Linked DNA regions of Mus musculus: regions 1 and 2 are each linked to region 3. The links are chromatin contacts, called in public HiChIP or PLAC-seq maps. All regions are on one chromosome and are shown on one strand. Each heading gives the region's core, a stretch centred on a gene start, on an enhancer-like site or on the middle of the called end of the contact. The rest is flanking DNA. Distances are from core to core; before and after follow the strand shown. Region 1 overlaps Tpk1 (thiamine pyrophosphokinase). Region 2 holds the start of 9430018G01Rik (RIKEN cDNA 9430018G01 gene). Region 3 holds the start of Tpk1 (thiamine pyrophosphokinase).

What was found. HiChIP or PLAC-seq counts read pairs in DNA pulled down with a chosen protein or histone mark.
Region 1: an H3K4me3 HiChIP or PLAC-seq map of bone marrow-derived macrophages shows a contact between it and region 3, with 3 times the contacts expected there. The contact joins the enhancer-like site here to the promoter of Tpk1 in region 3. A contact is called at or near these places in 9 of 39 promoter capture datasets (the 3T3-L1 cell line, the C10 cell line, the HPC-7 cell line and 5 more), 1 of 15 datasets of contacts at CTCF or cohesin (the NIH/3T3 cell line), 2 of 484 Hi-C or Micro-C datasets (nephron progenitors and peritoneal macrophages), 2 of 115 datasets of contacts at active chromatin or transcription factors (bone marrow-derived macrophages and embryonic stem cells) and 4 of 9 other capture datasets (adipose tissue, liver, macrophages and 1 more).
Region 2: a contact with region 3 is called in an HNF4G HiChIP or PLAC-seq map of pancreatic cancer cells. The contact joins the promoter of 9430018G01Rik here to the promoter of Tpk1 in region 3. A contact is called at or near these places in 7 of 39 promoter capture datasets (the 3T3-L1 cell line, the C10 cell line, embryonic stem cells and 2 more), 2 of 15 datasets of contacts at CTCF or cohesin (the NIH/3T3 cell line and pro-B cells), 1 of 484 Hi-C or Micro-C datasets (nephron progenitors), 3 of 115 datasets of contacts at active chromatin or transcription factors (the NIH/3T3 cell line, forebrain and pancreatic cancer cells) and 3 of 9 other capture datasets (embryonic stem cells, liver and macrophages).

The regions. Positions count from the first base shown.
Region 1 is chr6:43,461,056-43,465,163 of GRCm38.p6, reverse strand. The region is part of intron 7 of Tpk1 (thiamine pyrophosphokinase); the gene reads left to right. The region is part of intron 1 of 9430018G01Rik (RIKEN cDNA 9430018G01 gene); the gene reads right to left. Among named protein-coding and RNA genes, the nearest start is that of 9430018G01Rik, 21 kb to the right of the region's middle. Within about 2 kb of position 2,738, at least 11 of the 459 cell types and tissues checked have an H3K27ac peak or open chromatin away from gene starts, as enhancers often do. A contact at or near this core is called in bone marrow-derived macrophages, where this site is marked.
Region 2 is chr6:43,439,945-43,444,201 of GRCm38.p6, reverse strand. It overlaps 9430018G01Rik (RIKEN cDNA 9430018G01 gene), which reads right to left and starts at 1,773. Exons shown (of 3, transcript NR_045988.1): 1 at 1,435-1,773. The region is part of intron 7 of Tpk1 (thiamine pyrophosphokinase); the gene reads left to right.
Region 3 is chr6:43,664,735-43,669,070 of GRCm38.p6, reverse strand. It overlaps Tpk1 (thiamine pyrophosphokinase), which reads left to right and starts at 2,793. Exons shown (of 9, transcript NM_013861.4): 1 at 2,793-2,935; 2 at 3,254-3,311. The coding sequence starts at 3,269.

The sequences.
Region 1 (4,108 bases), core at 1,489-3,988, 200 kb after region 3:
TAAATGAAAATGTAGGTTTATTCAACCTCAAAAGGGAATGCCTGAAGCTGAACTGTTTGGCCTTTTGTTTTCTTCATGTTTATAAGATAATGTATGCAATATGTACGTTATTGTATGAGCATACACTAGCTAATATTCATATTTGAGAGAAATATACAGAAGAGATGTCCCACAGGATACTGTTCATTGTTACTATTAATTATAATCATGATTTTAATGTAAAAAAACATTATAAATTTTTGTTGAGGACATTTTCAAATATTGTAGATTTAGATTCAAGAAAGCAAAACTGCTGTGCTGTGGCATCACATGGAGAATGACTTAAGATGTTGAAATCAGTATTAATAGTTAACCCCAGGTAGGATGGTGATTTTGATGCTTTAATATGGAATCTCTCATTTAACCTTCAGAGCAGTACTGTTAAAAAAAAAAAAAAAAAGCAAGGCAGATAATATAGTTATACTGTAAGGCTTCTGACTCAACACTTTTTCCACAGCAGTACATCCTCTCTTATGGAATTAATGGACTAAGAAAGAAATGACAAGCTCTTAAAACAAGTCATAGCCCATAGGCAGGTAATTATCCATAAGCAATGTCTAACTGAATGGCCAGTTGCTGAATGTGTGTGTACATTCAAATATTTATTCATATGCATAACATGCATACATATGTATATTTTATATGTACATATAAAGTCCTATGTGATATTGATAGTTTTACTTACAACATTGATTTCAAATAATATAACTATTAGGCACACTATGTTCTGGTCACTACTCGGGATCTACTCCAGGACCCTATACATGTGAGACAAGCATACTACCACTGATTTACAGCTGTACATTAATATGGAGTACAGTTTAAGGCTGAATCTTTCCTTGTTACTCTAATTCCAAATTAAGAAAGATTACTTTCTGGATTTTTCTAAACAATGAAATCTAAGTACAGTAATAATCTCTATCATACAAACAGATCCAATGATATTCCTATTGAAATACTTTTATATTAAAAACTACTTAAAATTAACCGAAATGTTAACTATTCTGAGTGCTAAGTTTGGGAACAGATGTATTCTTAACATTCTTTTACAATTGTAGTTGTCTGACATAGCTATCAAAAAAGAATAAAACTATCTTTTGGGAGTTGTTCAGTGTTTTAAAAATGTCATTTATAACAAACACATTTGGTGTGTTTGCTATGTAAATGTTAATTGGTCAAGGACCCTTTTAAGCATTGGGACTAAAATGTGTACTTACTTTGATCTTTTTAAAAAACTTCTGTATCAAGCAATCATAGGTTCTGTGGTGGTCTCTCTTTCTTTCAGATAGTATGCACATGAGATTTTCATGTAACTAGCTTATCTAACTACGTGATCATCTGTGATTGATTGAGCAAGGTTATTTTAGCCATTTAAGGCTGAGCTGTGTGAGGGGCTCTTTAGCATTGTTTAGTGTATTTCAGTTCACAGCCCCTTTCTCATCTCCTTTCTGTGTCTTTGTTCATCATAAGCAGGATTTTAAAATAAAGGTTCAATAACATAGGTCCCAGCGCATATGAATGAAGCTCTGTTCCCAGCATGCACCACTGTATTTTGCATGTTAGCACGTTTCAGTTAGTGTAGGTCAAATCTCTTAGTGAATGGAAACCCCAAAGTAGCATTTGCTTTGATGGATGTGTTTGAACTATCACTTGAAGAAGGAAAATTAAAAATGCATAATTATTCTTCCCTGAAAAACAAATTCTCTCTTTTGCCTCAAAAAAATATTTTTTAGTTAAATCTGCTGAGGCTGTACGATCAGGAACGTTTTTGCAAGAGACTATAGGTATTTTAGATCTAAGTCCCCAGTGATTGACACCCATGCTGGGCTGAAATCCTGCTGTCAACACATAACCTTTCTTACCATATAACACATGTGGACAGGATGATTCCAGGTTGCCCATTCAAACTGTCTCATTTTCTGGTCCTGTGCTTCCCAGTGGGATAGAAACATTAGCTCTGTACATGAAGCATAAATTATCCTTTATCTCCAAGTTTGAGGACAGTTTGTAATACAAGTTAATAAGATTTATGGCCTGGAAATGAGATGTCCAGGAGTTAATAGGTGTGTCTTTTACATTATCCAATCTCTGTCCAGTGATTCCTCTTTAGGCTTCCCATATCTGATACGGAATCATATTACAGTGTTGACTTCTGCCAGTTCATATCTCAGCCAAGCAAACTTCTAAACATGTTGTAAATATGCCTTCCTCATGATCTTAGTTCTGTTTTATTGCTCTTTGTTTTTTTTTTCTCTCATTTTCCCTCTCACTAGATTAATTAGTTACTGTATAAAGTCCTGACATTTTGTGCAATGTACATTTGCAATGCTGGTAATGAATATGATAAAAAGATGTTAATAGTCTGATCAAAAGAAGATGAATATTCATGAGGTAAATTTGGCATGCATGACAGTTTCTGATGCCAACTGAGGGCCCATGTCTGTGTGCCCACATACACATATCCACAGCACAGTCTCATCTTTGATAACATCAAAGAAGCAAATCTCAGCAAGATTTACAGTGGGGTACTGGGAACTTTCGATTCTAGACAGTTCTGAAAAACCGTATTATTTATCACCCAACTTTAATTCCTGTTTTTGGAAGATCACTTTTTTTCTTTGCTTATAATGTTGTTGAGTTTTGCCTTGTCTGTTAGATTCTAGCATAAATTATGCAATAGTGAAATTTCAACATATGTAGTAATCCATTTAATTGCAGAAATGTAGTGTACTCACAGAATGCTAAATACCAAATACAGGAAATGTCATCTATGTGACTAATATTTGCCCAGCAAAGCATTAGGATCTTATCAAGTGCAGCAAAAGACATGGATCTGAAGCATGGTATTCTGAGTGAAAGAACAGATACTGAAAAACAAACCCCACATGATTCATCTTATGAGGATATTAAAAAGTGTTGATTGGAGTGTGTAATAGTGATTGCTAGAGGTTAGGTTATGGGTATCAAAGATGCTGGGAAGTTACATAGCAGGAACTTAACCATAAATAGAAGTGATAAATTGTGTGTTCTGCGGAACAGTGTAACTACAGTTTCATAATAGCCCATTTATTTTGTGAGTAACTAGGAAAAAGGAGTTTGGAGGTTCCAAACAAAAGGTCACGAGGAAGAGGTGGAAATGTTGATTACCCATGTTTGATAAGCACACATTTTACACATGCATTGAGATATCACAGTGTACTTCATAAGTATGGTGATTCTTTAATGTTAATCAAATACTTCTAAAAATTTTCCGAGAAGTAGGAATTGTTAGCTGCCATCATTGATTTTCCATTGCACTGAACACATAAAAAATTATAAATTATCACTTTATTCCTTATAAATTTGTACAGTTAAAGTAATATTTTTAAATAAAAATTTAAATTGGTGCTGAAATGCAGCATCTTAGTTAGGATTTCTATTGTTGTGATAAAACACCATGACCAAAAGCAACTTGGGAGGAAGGGTTTATTTTGTGTTATGGTTTGTAGCCCATTATCGGGTAAGTCAGGTAGATTCCATGGAGAAGTATTCCTTCCTTGTTCTTCATGCCTTCTCAGCCTACCATGTTAGACAACCTCGGACCACAAGCCCATGGGAGGCACCATTCATAATGGAATGGGCCATCCTACTTCAATCACTAATTAAAAAAATGTTCTACAGGATTGCAAAATGCCAATCTGGTGGTAGTGGCATTTTCTCTATTGAGGTTCCCTCTTCCCAAATGAGTACCTATACCTTGTGTCAGATTGACAACTAATCAGCACATGTAATATCTCTCTGAAAATGACTGTAAATGGGCTCTAAATCCCTTTATATCTACAGATAGCCAAAATCATTGATCTTTCCCAGCCTTCCTTTCTCCTCCAGAAGGAAATGACTGATGTCCAAGTCTACCCTTTACTACATCTGCTCATATCTTTATTCTCAGGGCAGCTTTACCCTCAGTGCATGCCCTAATCATTGCCCTTACCTTTTACTCATGTCTTTGCTTTGGATCCTTTGCTCCTCTGTACCAATGCAGCAACTTCCCCAATGGAACGTGTGAAGATACCAGATTGTTTACCTCTGT
Region 2 (4,257 bases), core at 524-3,023, 220 kb after region 3:
CTGAGTCCTGGGGGTCAGAAAGCATCACATTCACCTTTCCGCACTGCCTGTGACATGCAGACTTCTCTGACTGGGGGTGAGTGTGTGCATGTACAAGTATGTGCATTTCTGAGAAGTGTCAGGTGGATGTGGTACCTTACATGCAGACTATTACAGACACCATGTTTCATCTTTTTTGCAGATTCTAACTTTTAAATTGAATGAGTTAATTTATCAATAACCAAAACTAATGAGTACAACCATCTACCCGCTCTCAGAAAAAGATTATAAGAGGAAAAAAGTTTTATTGAGGGAGGAGATACTACGTGCTTTAAAAATCACTGCAATTGTCTCTCTTATAAGAAAAAGAAAAGAGGATTGTGAAGGCTACTCCTGGTGGATACATCTACAAAAGATGTACCCTCTTGCAGCAAAAGGAGGTGAACACTGAAGAAGACAGGGTGGAAAGCCAGAGGATCAGGGAGTTTGTTTTGAGACTGTTTCATAGTAATATCAGAAGCTACACCTATGAGGTCTCACTGGGTAATTTTAATGTCATCTTGACCTAAACTAAAGTCATCTAAGAGGAGGGAAACTTGATTAAGAAAATGCCTCCATAAGATAGGACTGTAGGTAAGCCTGTCCTATTAATTATTGAATGATGGGGGAAGGGCCAAGCCACAGGGTGCCACCTATGGGTTGTGTCCAGGACTCTATAAGACAACAGGATGAACAAGCTAGTGGGATCAAGCCAGTAAGCATTACCCCTCCATTGTCTTTGCATTGGTGCCTGCCTCTAGATTCTTGCCCTTTTTAAGTTCCTATCCTGATTTCCTTCCTTAAATAATAGTGATGTGTAAGTATAAGCCAAATAAACCCTTCCTTCCCAACTTTTTCTACTCATTGTGTTTCATCACAGCAATGGTAACCCCAAAGACAGTGAGCTGAACAATGATACCAACAGCCATGCCAAAGTGGGAGGAAAAAATAAGTTTGCCAAGCCTCAACCTTACACAAAGAACAACAAGCAGTTCAGGAATGCTGAGAGCAGGAGAAATAATCTTCCCCAGGGAAGATCATACCAACTAATTGTCCAGTACCAAATAGTCAGTCCTGAAAACAACATACACACAAGTAACATACAGACCAAGGAGGCTATATTTAGAAATATACATGTATACACACACACACACACACACACACACACACACACACACACTATATTTAGAAATATACATGTATACACACACACATACACACACAGCAGTTATTGAAAAAAAAGTTTCATGAACGAGCAAGGAGAGTTCTATGAAAGGGTTTGGAGAGAGGGAAAGGAAGAACTGATAAAACTATATCGTGGTCTCAAAACAACAGAAGAAAAATAGGTTAATGTTGCATGAAATATTAAATGGAAATCCACGCTACTGCTGGCAAGGCACCAGTGGGCAGACCTACCTGTTCTCAGCCTGGCAGACTGTCTGACTCAGAGCTCTGAAATCTCTCCATTGCGGGCCTCTGCCACACAGGCCCCACACTTCTAAATTCACACAGCTGGCTGGGGTGCCCTGCTGTGTACCTTTCTCTGGAACCCAGCTGAGTCGACATGTGAAGGAAAACACCACACAGTCTTAGTTCAGAATCAATAGACAACACATTCCCTGTGCACAGAAACTAGCATCCTAATTTTGCAAACTATTTTAAGTTATAAATCCTCTGGTGGAAGATTCACCTAAAACCCTGGCTACCTACATTGTGCCTCCATGTTCTCCCTGTCTTAAAGGAAGTTTATTTCTCCTCCCTCCCCTCTTCCTCTCTCATACCAGGAAGTCCCGCCTTCTTCCCGAGCTGTGATTGGTCCCTTGAAATCTTTATTCACTAGGCGAAGTTTCTGCCACAGGTTCATATCACTTTGCAGAGGAATCCTTCTTTTCCTTGATCAGGATGACAGCCAGGCTCCTACTTTAACAGTGTACAATGCAAATTAAAGGTTGAAGAGCTATTTTTTTAAATGAGTAATATTTAAAATGAGTCACTGATAATTTAAAAATATTACAAAATCTTATTTCCCCAACATTTTCTATCAGCTGTGGTATTCCGTTATGGTCTGAATGTAAACAGCCCCTTCCAGTTTGATTACTACACAGACGGTGTGGTCGCACAGAATAATGCTGCCAGATAGGCTAAGATCAGGCAACAGAACAAGGGGATTTTTAAAGTCAGACATAATTTGGATTATTGATTGCTTATTCTTTTCCTGAAAGAGCCTCTGTACTATTTACTGGGTTGGTTTTTATAGCAATGTGATACTCACAGCAACCTGACATTCCAGTGTCAATTGACCAAGGCATGAGAACCCAGGCTGTGTCGGTGTGATGTAGACAGAGACTTCACAGGAAAGCTCTTAATGGACATTGTAAGCCACCATTTGTTTCTCATGCTCTCCACTGGCTTATCTGACAGAGTAAAGAGGGCAGTAGAGTATGAACAACACAGCACTTGTACTTACCAAATATCTCTTAATGAAAACTGTATCTGTGATTTTAACTGCTGTGTGGGGCAGTGCTCTTCTCATGGCTGCTTGTTACTCCACAAGAATTTCTGTCACAGCAATAAAAACATGAGAGGCCCACATTAGTAATGTTTTCTGCTTTGTGTCCATCCCAGACTGTATTGGAATGCAAGTCAAAATGAGAATGGTGATAACCAAGGTGACTGGCAGGAGTGAGGTGGGTCTGATACTGAGTGGCATTTTAGGGTATGGAGAAGCACTCATGTTTATGCTGAGGATTGCAATAGTGTATAGCAACACTGATATCAGGGGTCCTCTGTTGCTACCATTTCACTTTCATCTATGTAAAGTTTGAATTTGTTAATGTTAGTAAAATACTTGAAGTCGGAGTCCTAAATGTCCAGTTTTCTCGTAAAGTTGTGTGACTCAATAGAAGGGATGGAAGAAGAGAATAAACACTTTTATTAATGACTATAACTAGGGGGGATTATAAAAGTAGTCTACTCATGTCAGGTCACATTCCCTTAAGCCTTCTTCCCATAAATGTCACAATTCAGCAGTAAGCACACCAATCTTACTTCAGTTTGTCTTCTCCCTATTGTGAGAAATGGTTTATAAACAGAAGAACAGGGAATAAGTTTTCATGGACTGAAGAAACTCTTCTGTCCACAAAATTAGAAGTACTTAAAAGGGCAGTTGCTGATTTATGTATCTCCTTACCTCAGTAGAGAGTTTGTGCTATGGTTCTCAAGATTTTAAATCAGAGGTAGAATTAATTATCTGGTAAGACATTTTGATTGGATCACAAGAAATGAGATTCAGCAGATCTGACTTTTTCAGCATTTTTGTGTCCTATAAATTTAAATTTTATAATATATATACACATGTACATATATATGATAAATGTTAAAATTCTAAGTTAAAGTTTGACTTCTTTAAGATACTGAATAGTTTGTGAAGTTACTTGTTAGTTATCTTACTTGAAAATATGTTTGAAAAGAAACATATAGTAGCCTAGATTTGAGTAAATCAAAAATATTAAGCTATTTAGAACTAAGTCAGTGATATCCTAATAAAATGCCTTATGCTGGCTAAAACTGACATCTTAAGAGAAACAGTTGTGGGGATAGTTGAAGAGATAATTTGTTTGAAAAATAAGTTGTCTTGGGTTTACAAATAAACCGTCTTCAGAACTTGAAACAAATCTTCCATGTTATAAAAAAAAATGCTGTCCTTCTCACCAGATATACTTCCTATAAACTGTTTCTATGATACTCTGCAGATTATTATTGACTAAGTTTCAATGTACAGTACTGTTTATATGTTCATTCATCAAGCTATAGTGTGCAGCTCAGAACTTGTCACCCCCCACCCCCTGTGCTAATATCTGCCATTGGTTCCAGGCTGTTAACTGATGGGCACCCTTTGTCTTTTGTTATCTTTCCTTTGCTAGTCTCACCTGTAGTCCTAAGTTCCTTATAGAGTGAGTCAAGTAATTCTGCTTTCAACTTCCAACACAACAGACTTTCCAAAGAACCCTTGAGTTTCCACTTCAGGGTATAGCCTGAGATTGGACCAGAAATTGTGACTTTCTGTTGTCTAGTTTCTTCTAATTATATAAGTTAAACAATACTTTGATAACAACCCTTTATCTTGCTCCTGTGAACACAGATTCTTTGTATCGTAATTACTGCCAACATTTTGGAGGATTTGAGTGTCTCATGGCTACAACTCCACTCTTGCTGCTTTTTATGATAATTGAGTCTACC
Region 3 (4,336 bases), core at 1,544-4,043:
AGTTCATTTTGGTGCAACAGTCCAGCAATGGACCAGTCACTGTCACTCTGAATCAATACCATGTCCTCTTCCTTTCTCCTGCCTCTTTTCCTCCCTGTCTCTCAACCTTCCCAGAAAGTTTCTCAACTTTACTCTGTAAACAAAACCTCTAAAACGTCTAATAACTATTTCTAAGTCCCCTTAAGAAGACAAGATGGCAATCACCTGACCATTGCAGGTAGTCAAATTAAGGCTCTACCCCTTCTAGAGGGCCAGGGGACTCCCTCTTCAATGGAGCCTGGACTATCCCCTCTGACAGAGACACTCCTCAGCAGAAAACACCTATAACACCCCTGCCTTGTATTTTTTTTTTTTAATGGCCTCTCAGAGTTCCAGATAGCTTCTTACTGAAAGATTACAGTTCCTAGCTTCCCTATGAACTACGGGGTAATTCCCTGATAAGGTCCCATCTTCTTCTGTAGGTATTTTGGTCATCTGCACATGTGGGTTGCGAAAGTGCCCCCTTGCCATGAATAAACATTGCCCCACCTAAGGCCAGACTATGCGTCTCTTTTTTCTGCTCTCCTCCCTTCAATTGCTCATTAATCTAACACACACTACCTCAATTTATCTATGTATTTAATGGAATCTTTGCCAAAATACCCATATTTTTCACAGAAAGAAAATGTTTTGAACCACAAAAGATCCCAACTAGATAAAGTATTCTGAACAAAGTGGTAGGTCTCACAGTATTTGTTTTCAAAGCACACTGGAAAATGACAGTAATTAAACCGGCCACTTAAAACCAGACACACAAAACAGTAGAAAAGACAACTCAGAGTTTGAGTCCCTGTTTCTGCAGTCAGTTGATGTCAGTGAAGGCAGTCAAATCATATCTTGGAGATGGTGCTATCCTTTTGTGAAAGGTTCTGCGAAACTGAACTTCTGTATGCGAAGAAAAGAAACTAGACACCTATCTTCTACTGGGTATAATAGTCAGTGGAAAAATGGATCAAGACTTAAATGTGAGATGTGAAATTCCAGAAGACAATATAAGAAAAAACACTTAGACATTGGTTAGAACAAAGATTTGTATTGTTTTTTTGTTTTTTTTTTCAGTATGTGTAAGGAACGTGAATGAAAAAAGGGAACAAAAGGGAAGGACATGACTGCTCCTAGGTGTGGTGAAGGAGAATGTTTATTGTAGATAAAAGGGAGAGCACAGCCAGAGTTGGGGACAACTGGAAGAAGTCTGAGCTGACACTTGTGAGGAGAGGGGAAAAGGGAGAGGCAGGAGAGGAGATGGTAAACAAAAGGACCAGGTATGCAAAATGGCTGGATTATATGGGAAGGGCTGGAGACATTTAGAGTAGGAGGTGGGGTATGCCATCCGTACCCTGAAACAGCTAGGAACTGAGCAATGCAGAGGGAACCTGACAACCAGGTCCATGTTGGCTCTTTGTCATGGGTTTGAGATCTAACAACTTTTCCAAACAACCATGGCAACAAATAATCTAAATTAGAAGTGGGCCAATGACTTGAATAGCCATGTCTCAAGAAAGGATGCATACATGGCCAAAAAAGCATAAACAATACTGCCCGCCATCGCAAATCCCCAGGGAGTTAAAATAAAACCACAACAGGATATCAACATGAGAGAGATGAGAGATGGAAGAGAGGGACAGTGATAAGGATTCTTACAAAGGGAAAGTAAGGAAGCTGGGCAAGGATGCAGAGAAAGAGAAACTCGATCATGGTTAATGGAAGTTTAAGTTAGCGTAGACCTATGGAAAACACAATGGAAACTCCTTAACTAAACAGGTGATAGAACTACCATATGGTTCACTCATCCCACTGCTGGGCATACATCCAAAGAGAATGGAAAACACAGTCAAATGCTCTGTACTCTTATGTTTATTGAAGTAGCATTCCTTTGCAAAGATATTGTAATAGAGAAATGGCATTCTTCAGTAATAAAAATAATGAAATAATGGAATTTACAGAGATGTGGATGGGACGGGAGGACATTATGCCTGCCAAGTGAAGTAAGTTGTCAAAGAAAGGCAAATAGTGTATGTTCTGCTAGCTAGAAGCTAAAATGTTGGCATCAAAACTGGAAAGAATTGAATAATGATTGCCCAAGTTTGGGAAGTGTATTTGGAATCTTTAAATAGAAAGAAATGGATGTTTGAGTTAAAAAGATTAAAAAGGACTTACCTATTACCCGACTGGGGAAGGGGAAGTTCATCAGTTAGAATGTTTGACTAGCTGGATACCCAGCACCAGCCACATTAACTTGACATAGTAGTCATGATTGAAAGAGCAGTACTTAGAAGGAAGAAACAGGAGGACCAGATGAATGAAGTCATCTTTCGCTACACAGTGATTTTTGAGGCTAGCTCGGTATACCTGGAACTGGTTTTTAAACGCAGGGATGGGTCTCTGTTATTTCTGGGCCAGCAGGAGACCTACAGGTTCTCAGAATTTTTGAGTCCTCATCTATGCTGGCTTAGAGATGGTGGTGGTGAAATTTTGGTTCTTTGGCTTTGCTAAAAAAAAAAAAAAAAGCTGCATTCCTACAACGTGGTGATTTATTTTAAAGGGTTCCCATTGGTATGTTTACAAAGCACTGTTTGTGCAAAGCACGGGAAGCAGAAGATGAAAGAGAAGGTGGACTCAGTGGACTGGGTGTAACAGATGGGCGAAGGTGGATGGAATTCTCCACTGTGCAGGGAACTGAGCACAGCAGGCTGGTACTAAGCACCCCGCGGTTGCTAGAAGCTACGCAGGCGGCAGCCAGGGGCCCCTCCGGAAGAGGCGGGGCTCTGTGCTCGCGCACGAAGCCCTCTCCCGCGAACGCGCGGCGCGCCCCAGGCTCCGCAGCCGAGCGCCGAGCTTTCGATCCGTCACTCCCGCAGCCCTCGCTCGCGTCGCTCGTGGCTCCACCCGCCATTGTGTAAGTGCGCGGCTGCCGGCGCGGGCTGGCGGGGCGGGGGCGCGGGAAAGAGGGAGCGAGGGAGGCCGCCCCTCGCCGCCAGTCCCCGGATGGAAGCTGGGGCGTCTGGGTGAATAGAGGCAGTGGCCGGAGCTGGAGCCTGGAGCTCGCTTGAGATTCCAGGTTCTCCAGCCTCTGCCTGGGACTTTCCCCCGCCCACCGCTGCACCTTCCTGGCCTCCCGTAGTGCCGGGTCCAAAGTGCCTGCTGCGGGATGCTTACTCCTGTCGCAGAATTACGTTTGGGAAATAACTTGGGACTTATTTTGTTTTCCATACAGAATCCATTCCCCGCTATGGAGCATGCCTTTACCCCGTTGGAACCCCTGCTACCTACGGGTACCGTATTCTTTACCATGCTACAGTGTCAGCACGAGCCCCGCAGAGGGACCTCATTCCTACCCTGAAGGCCTTAACCGAAAACTCCATTTCCTTTTTCCTGTGCGCAAGTTAGCAACCACACCTGTGCCTCTGTTTCCCTGTTTGGAAAGTGAACATAAATATTTAGTCTTTGCCCTGTAGAACTTTTGTGAGGACTGAGCGAGTTGATACAGTTTGTATCCTCTACCTGATATTCCAAGAGTAAACAACCAACATGCCAAACACACATATCCAACCGTGGAACATTTGACACTGGGAACGTGAGGGATGTCCATAGCTGTCTGTCAGGGACGTTTCTAATCATCTTGAAAGTACCTGAACTTAGTACAAGATCAGTACATGGTTACATACAGTGTCTTGAAGTTTTAACCCTAAGGCTTTTAATTTTTATTATAAAACTTGGTGCTGGGGATTGAGTCCAGAGCCTTGAAAATGCTAGGTAAGATACACTTATCAGTAAACTGATTACCCAGCCCATAGGATTTTTATTTCTCAAACTTTGAAGTTATTGTACTTCACATGATGACATGTGGAATGAGTTTTATTAGTAGCATTTATTCTTATGTAATTTGACTACAGTGATAAATTGTAAGGCTAGTTAGTTGTATTTAATTTTCAAGTTACACTTTTTATCTATGGATGTTTGTGTAGGTACATGTGCGCATATGCATATGGGGGTCAGATGTCATTCTGGGGTGTCATTCCTCAGGTGCTGTCATCCACTTTGTTTCTGAGTTTCTCACTGACCTGGAAATAATTGATTAGGCTAGGCTGGCCAGCTGGCCAACTGGATAGGGACCCCAGGTATCTTTCTGGGGCTACCTCTCTAGATATAGGATTATACGCATTAGCTACTATGCCATGTCTCTGGTGTCTATGGTCCTGTGAACCACCTTGTATACCTCTAGTCTACTGTTGATTCTTTTTATCTTATATAAGTGAGGGAAATAGTGATAGATTGAGAATTAAAACAGGTTGTTTTA